Linked DNA regions of Anas platyrhynchos: region 1 is linked to region 2. The links are chromatin contacts, called in public Hi-C maps. All regions are on one chromosome and are shown on one strand. Each heading gives the region's core, a stretch centred on a gene start, on an enhancer-like site or on the middle of the called end of the contact. The rest is flanking DNA. Distances are from core to core; before and after follow the strand shown. Region 1 overlaps LOC119715799. Region 2 holds the start of TPPP (tubulin polymerization promoting protein).

Region 1 (2,744 bases), core at 140-2,639, 81 kb before region 2:
GATCACTCTTGGACTTCTCTTTGCTACCTTGTCATTACCAGCTTGAAAGACCAGTAATGGGTAGTAGTTGGTAGGCCTTACTAGGCAAGTGACTTTCCTAGCAATGACTCTCACCCGAGCCCCAGGGATGCAACAGACTTCCCTGTGGGTTGGGTCTGGTTGGCATATTGGGCCCTCTGTCCCTTTCAAAAGGGAGTTCCCCATGACAATAATCTTTCTTTCTAGACAAAAGATGTAGCAATGCATGGGGTATGTTGCCTTGCCTTAGGCACCCTCTCCAACTGGGACGTGCTTTCACCTACATTATTGTTTTGACTGTCATATTCTAGAGCTTCATACCTGTTATATAAGGGTAGGTGGGAAGGTGAGGTGGGCAGGGAGGGACAGGGCTCCCCTACCACCCTGAGCAGGAACCTGCTTCCATTGCCCGCCTAACAATTTTTTTTCAGAAAAATAAAAGTAGGTGGGTTTCTTAGGGTAGAGAGAAATGCCAACCATAAACTTGACATGCTCCTGTAATGTTATCATGAACATGTACAAATGTTTGATGTTCACCACTAGAATTTGATTATAATTATTATAAAGTTAAGAGGAATGGAAAAGAACTCAGTGACGCTGAAGAGAAGACTTGTAATACACATTACTCCTTTTTATTTTCTTGAGGGTTTATCAAGCCCTCACTGGGTGTTTGGACTATAAAAGCTGTGACTGTGCTGATCATGTTTTACAATATCTCTGTGTTGAGGGATTTTTGAAACAGCGAGGAGGCCATGACTTGCTGCAGCTGAGCAAACCAAGCTACCAGGACGACTATGAGAAGTTCCCATGACAGCGTTCCCACATCGCCCGATTGAGGAATTTAGAAAGATATTGTTGCCAGCAGCTGGCTTCAAGAACGGGATCTACGTGACTGCTAATCACAAGGGGGTTGTTTTCTTGCAGTTGTTTGTCTGAGTGCTTTTGACCAATAATCTTGTGTGAGACACTATCTGCCCTTGTTAAGTTTGCTATAAAAGTCAGGCTATTTGGGTAATAATGAAGAAGAGCGTGATCTGACCATACTAGTGTCTGCTGTGTTTTTGGCCATTTTTCCTGCAACATATGGCGCCCGAACAGGCTGAGACCCACAGATGCTGAGAGACCAGAGAGACGCTGAGAGACCTGAGAGATGCTGAGACTCCGAGCACAGACCTGAACAGAGAGATCGTGGTGAGACACGGAGATAGATACAGAGATCGCGGTGAGATGCAGAGATAGATACAGAGATTATGGAGATAGATGGAGATCGCGGTGAGACGCGGAAAAGTGATGTATTGCGGTGAGACGCGGGACATCCGGGGCCGAGTTGCTACGGGAGATCGGAGGTGTCAGTGGAAACGGCAGACGACCGCCATCGTGTGGTGAGTTGGCACACAGCAGAGGGGTGGAGATCACGACCCTGCAGGTCGTCTGACATAACCATGGAGAAGGAAGCAGTTATCCAGCTTCTCTAGCATTCTAAGACAGGCATATCTTGCAATGTAAAACAAAGATCGAATCCTTGGTGCACTGGGCTCAGAAGGAGGGTTTTCTGAAGGGAATCCCTCTAATGTTTAGTCCAGCTGAGTGGCGGCATGTAAGAGATCGCTTATGGGATAAAGCCATCTCAAGTGGAAAGCTAGATAAAGATGTAAGTGGGATGTGATTAATGTGCTGTGCAGTATGAAAACTGAACAGCAGCTTGCTATGGTGGCGGTGCAAGCCTTGTCAGTATCGTCTGGGACTGACAGACCGCCGAGTACAAAACCTGAGACCTCAGGAATGCGGCTGACATGATCTTGGCTGCACGTACAGACTGGGCCATGAGACGCTGGAGAGCAGCCTAGAAGAGAGGGATCTGGGGGTCATGGTAGACAGCAAGTTGAATATGAGCCAGCAGTGTGCCCTGGCAGCCAGGAGGGCCAACCGTGTCCTGGGGTGCATCAAGCACGGCATGTGCAGTTCTGGGCACCACAGTATAAAAAGGACATGAAACTGTTGGAGAGTGTCCAGAGGAGGGCTACGAAGATGGTGAAAGGCCTGGAGGGGAAGACATACAAGGAACGGATGAGGTCACTGGGCCTGTTCAGCCTGGAGAAGAGGAGGCTGAGGGGAGACCTCATCACAGTCTACAACTTCCTCGTAAGGGGGTGTCGAGAGGCAGGAGACCTTTTCTCCATTAACACCAGCGACAGGACCCGCAGGAACGGGGTTAAGCTGAAGCAGGGGAAATTTAGGCTTGACATCAGGAGGGGGTTCTTCACAGAGAGAGTGGTTGCACACTGGAACAGGCTCCCCAGGGAAGTGGTCACTGCACCGAGCCTGTCTGAATTTAAGAAGAGATTGGACTGTGCACTTAGTCACATGGTCTGAACTTTTGGGTAGACCTGTGCGGTGTCAAGAGTTGGACTTGATGATCCTTAAGGGTCCCTTCCAACATCAGGATATTCTATGATTCTATGATCTTTATTGTCAGTTCCTGCACCCACCCTGGTTCGGGGTATGACCTCTCCAGTAAAGCAATCAGTGGCAGAAATAACTAAGGGACTATCTGAGCAGAGATAGTCTGCTCAGAGATAGTCATGCTGATGGGGAGTGGGGGCTGCCCTCCGCGCGCCGGAAAATCTTGATAAAGCTGCGCTGCCAGCATCTGTGCCGCTGCCAGGCAGCAATAATCCACTTGGGATGCTTTGCCAATGAGAGGTGCAGCAGCAGCTTGTGAAAAT
Region 2 (2,870 bases), core at 37-2,536:
AGTTTTTCACCCCAGAGTACTGCTCTCAGCTTTATACCTGCAGGTGTTATACTGCAATCCGTAAATACTCTTTGATACCAGATTCTAGTTTTCATGGAGGACGTCATATAGGGGCGGTTCTAATTGGCAAAGCCCCTTGGGCATTTCAGGGGAGAAAAAAAAAAAAAGCTTCTCCACCCATCCATCTTCACAAAAGGGGACTGACTGCTTGCTCTGCACAAGAACGCAATAAGGTAGCTCTGCAGGGGCTAAGGTTTTATTGTCGTCTCCAAATTATAACCAAAAACAGAATATCGGCTCCAAAGCACAGGTAGACATTAATTTATTTAGTCTGCACGCAAGGTGGATTTTTCTTTGGGAGAAACCTTCACCTAGACCTGGGCTAGCCAGTCGCGCACAACCCACCCACTAATCTGTTACTGCAATGTCCTGAGGAGCAGGAAAGCAACCCCTTTCTCCCCCGCACAGGTTGCGATCGCGCGTCTCTTCGCAGCGGGAGGAACCCACTGCGGCCAGATACTGGGGGCCGCATCCCGACCGGCGGGCCAGGGGAACGAAAGCAGCTTTGCACAGAGCCCCTCTCCCCTCCACATGGGTCGCGTGGGAAAAATAAATGAATTGATAAATAAAATGAACGAAATAGAAGAGGGGGAGCGGCTACTGCAGAAAGAAGCAACCGCCGCCTTGCCCGCGGCCCCCCGAGGCTGTTACATAACGACAGCACGGAGCACAGGGCTGCGCACCCCTGCCTTATTGGGAGAGACTCTGATCCCACCACGGCACCACCGATAAGAGACAGCGCTGGGCAGCTACGCCAGCGTTCCCGCCTCCTCCCCTTGGGTCCTCATTAACCGAATGCAAATTAATTAGCCAGCAAGCTGAACAGGGGGTGGGGGGCAAGAAACATCCCTGCTCAAAAGAAGAAGGGGGGAGGGAGAAAGGGCTGAGGAACCGGACTGTTTCACCCGCAAGAAGCACGTACTTACCACCGGCTCTCCGAGGCAGCAGCAAGTCCTGCCAGCCTAACCTAACTCTCTCCCTGGCTCAGGCGCTACTGGGAGCCAGTCTCAAGCCGGCGCGGCGGCTCAGCCAAACGCCCGCCCTCGCTGTCCAGGCATTGGCGAGCGCTCGGCACCGCCTGCCCGACCCCCTCTGCCGCTCTCTTCCATAGGCCAGGCAGGCTGTCTAGCTGGCAGCCGCTCGCGCCTTCCCCGAAGCGTGAGGTAATGAATCAGCCTAGGGGCAGCCTCTGCCTTTGCTGCCTTAAATGGCTGGTTATTGCCAGCAGGGTTTCTCTTCTCCTCCCTGCTTATTACCCAGTGCTCAGCAGCAGGTGGCCAGGGAGAGGTGGGAGGAGGCCGCGCGAGCGGGAGGAGGTAACTTCCTTACCGCTCCCACGGCTAGGAGCTAAGGGAGACGGGGTGGGGGCGTGCGTGCGTTAACCTGCATCGGGTAGTACGAGAGTTGAGGCCAGGTGTAGCAGTTTCTGCCATTCCTCGTATCCTATGCTCCCTTCAGGAGGGAAATTAAGAAACCAAGGAGCATCAGTTACTTGTGTCCTGCCAGGCTCTGTAAGGTTCTGATCCTTCTGATCCTGGCTGCCCATTTTGTCATAAATTGTGCTTGTTGACAAATAATAAACAATTAAAAATAATTAACTAGAAAGGAATGGGCTGGATTGTGCAGTGGAGTAGGTGTTCCACAAAACCCTGCGTCTCCCACCTCACTATCTGGTTAGGACCAGGTCTAGGGTTGACACAGTAGAGATGCACCAGTGAGAAATCTACTCAGAAATATTTAAAAAGAGACTGCTCAGGAGTTGGCAGAAGTCTAATGAACTGTCATGCATCCTCACTTCTGAATTTATAACCAGAGTCCAATCAGACCAGAGTCCACCATATCTAAGTGGACCATAACTTGGTAATTGCTGTGCTAAAGTACTGGAAATAAAATAATCCTTCTGCAGAGATGAGGAAGAAAAGAAATAAGATTGAATTAATGAGCAGTGGTGCCTCAATCTTTCAAATGCAAGATAGTTATATAGCTGACTTTTTAAAAGTCTATGTATACATTTGCATTAAGACACTGGAATAATAATTTTTAAACTAGTTTATATCATTATTTTGGTATCCTAAGGCATGACCCACCACTGCATAAATGCTGTAAGGCCTCTTCACATTAGGATTGGGTTTGGCTGCAGTACAGGTATAGGTTTTATAGTAGGGTATGGCATTTGTAATCTCTTTTGAGAGGGCAAACCAAAATCATGTTGTTGTTGTTTTATCCCAAGTTTTCTCTTTCACCATGAGGACACAGGAAATCTAACCTTTATGAAACTTGAGCTGCCTCAGAAAGATTCCCTACCCTGCAACTGAAAAACAGATTAAGAAAGGTACGGTTTTAAATGAGACTAGTTTTGAATGCAAAAATGAATGCAATCCAGATTAACAAAAAATGAGGGGTAGTAAGTAGCCCAGTGGAGAATACTCACCTAATGTTTAATATGCGGCTGATGCTACAATATTTTCAAGTATTTCCCCTACCTCATAGAGTGTAGACTGTAATAATGTTTCTCTTAACAGAATTTTTCATCACAGCCCATGTTCCTTTCTAGTAGCAGAAGACATGCAGAATCAGAATTACCCAAATTTGATTGTGATAGATTAGATTTGATTAGAGTTTTCTCAGAATCATGATAGCAGCAGGATAAAGAAGGAAAAAAAAAAGAAAAAAAAAAAAAAAGGAAAAGAAAAAAAATCAGGGAAAGGAGAGGAACTTACACATTAACTTTTCTGATCTTACTACAAATACGTATTGCTTTATTGTTTTGTGCAAAGTTATTATGTTTCCTACCGGGTTCCTTTCAAAAT

The links. A called contact is a pair of places that touch in the nucleus more often than the background predicts.
Region 1: a contact with region 2 is called in a Hi-C map of subcutaneous adipose tissue, with 2.1 times the contacts expected there. The contact joins the enhancer-like site here to the promoter of TPPP in region 2. A contact is called at or near these places in 2 of 8 Hi-C or Micro-C datasets (skeletal muscle and subcutaneous adipose tissue).

The regions. Positions count from the first base shown.
Region 1 is chr2:93,278,821-93,281,564 of IASCAAS_PekinDuck_T2T, reverse strand. LOC119715799 reads left to right here. Exons shown (of 4, transcript XM_072033188.1): 1 at 1-1,400. The coding sequence starts at 1,279. It overlaps LOC140001529, which reads left to right. Exons shown (of 2, transcript XM_072033186.1): 2 at 1,117-2,744. The coding sequence starts at 2,715. Among named protein-coding and RNA genes, the nearest start is that of CLASP2, 5.6 kb to the left of the region's middle. Within about 2 kb of position 1,389, at least 2 of the 8 cell types and tissues checked have an H3K27ac peak or open chromatin away from gene starts, as enhancers often do. A contact at or near this core is called in subcutaneous adipose tissue, where this site is marked.
Region 2 is chr2:93,197,796-93,200,665 of IASCAAS_PekinDuck_T2T, reverse strand. It overlaps TPPP (tubulin polymerization promoting protein), which reads right to left and starts at 1,286. Exons shown (of 5, transcript XM_038174420.2): 1 at 987-1,286.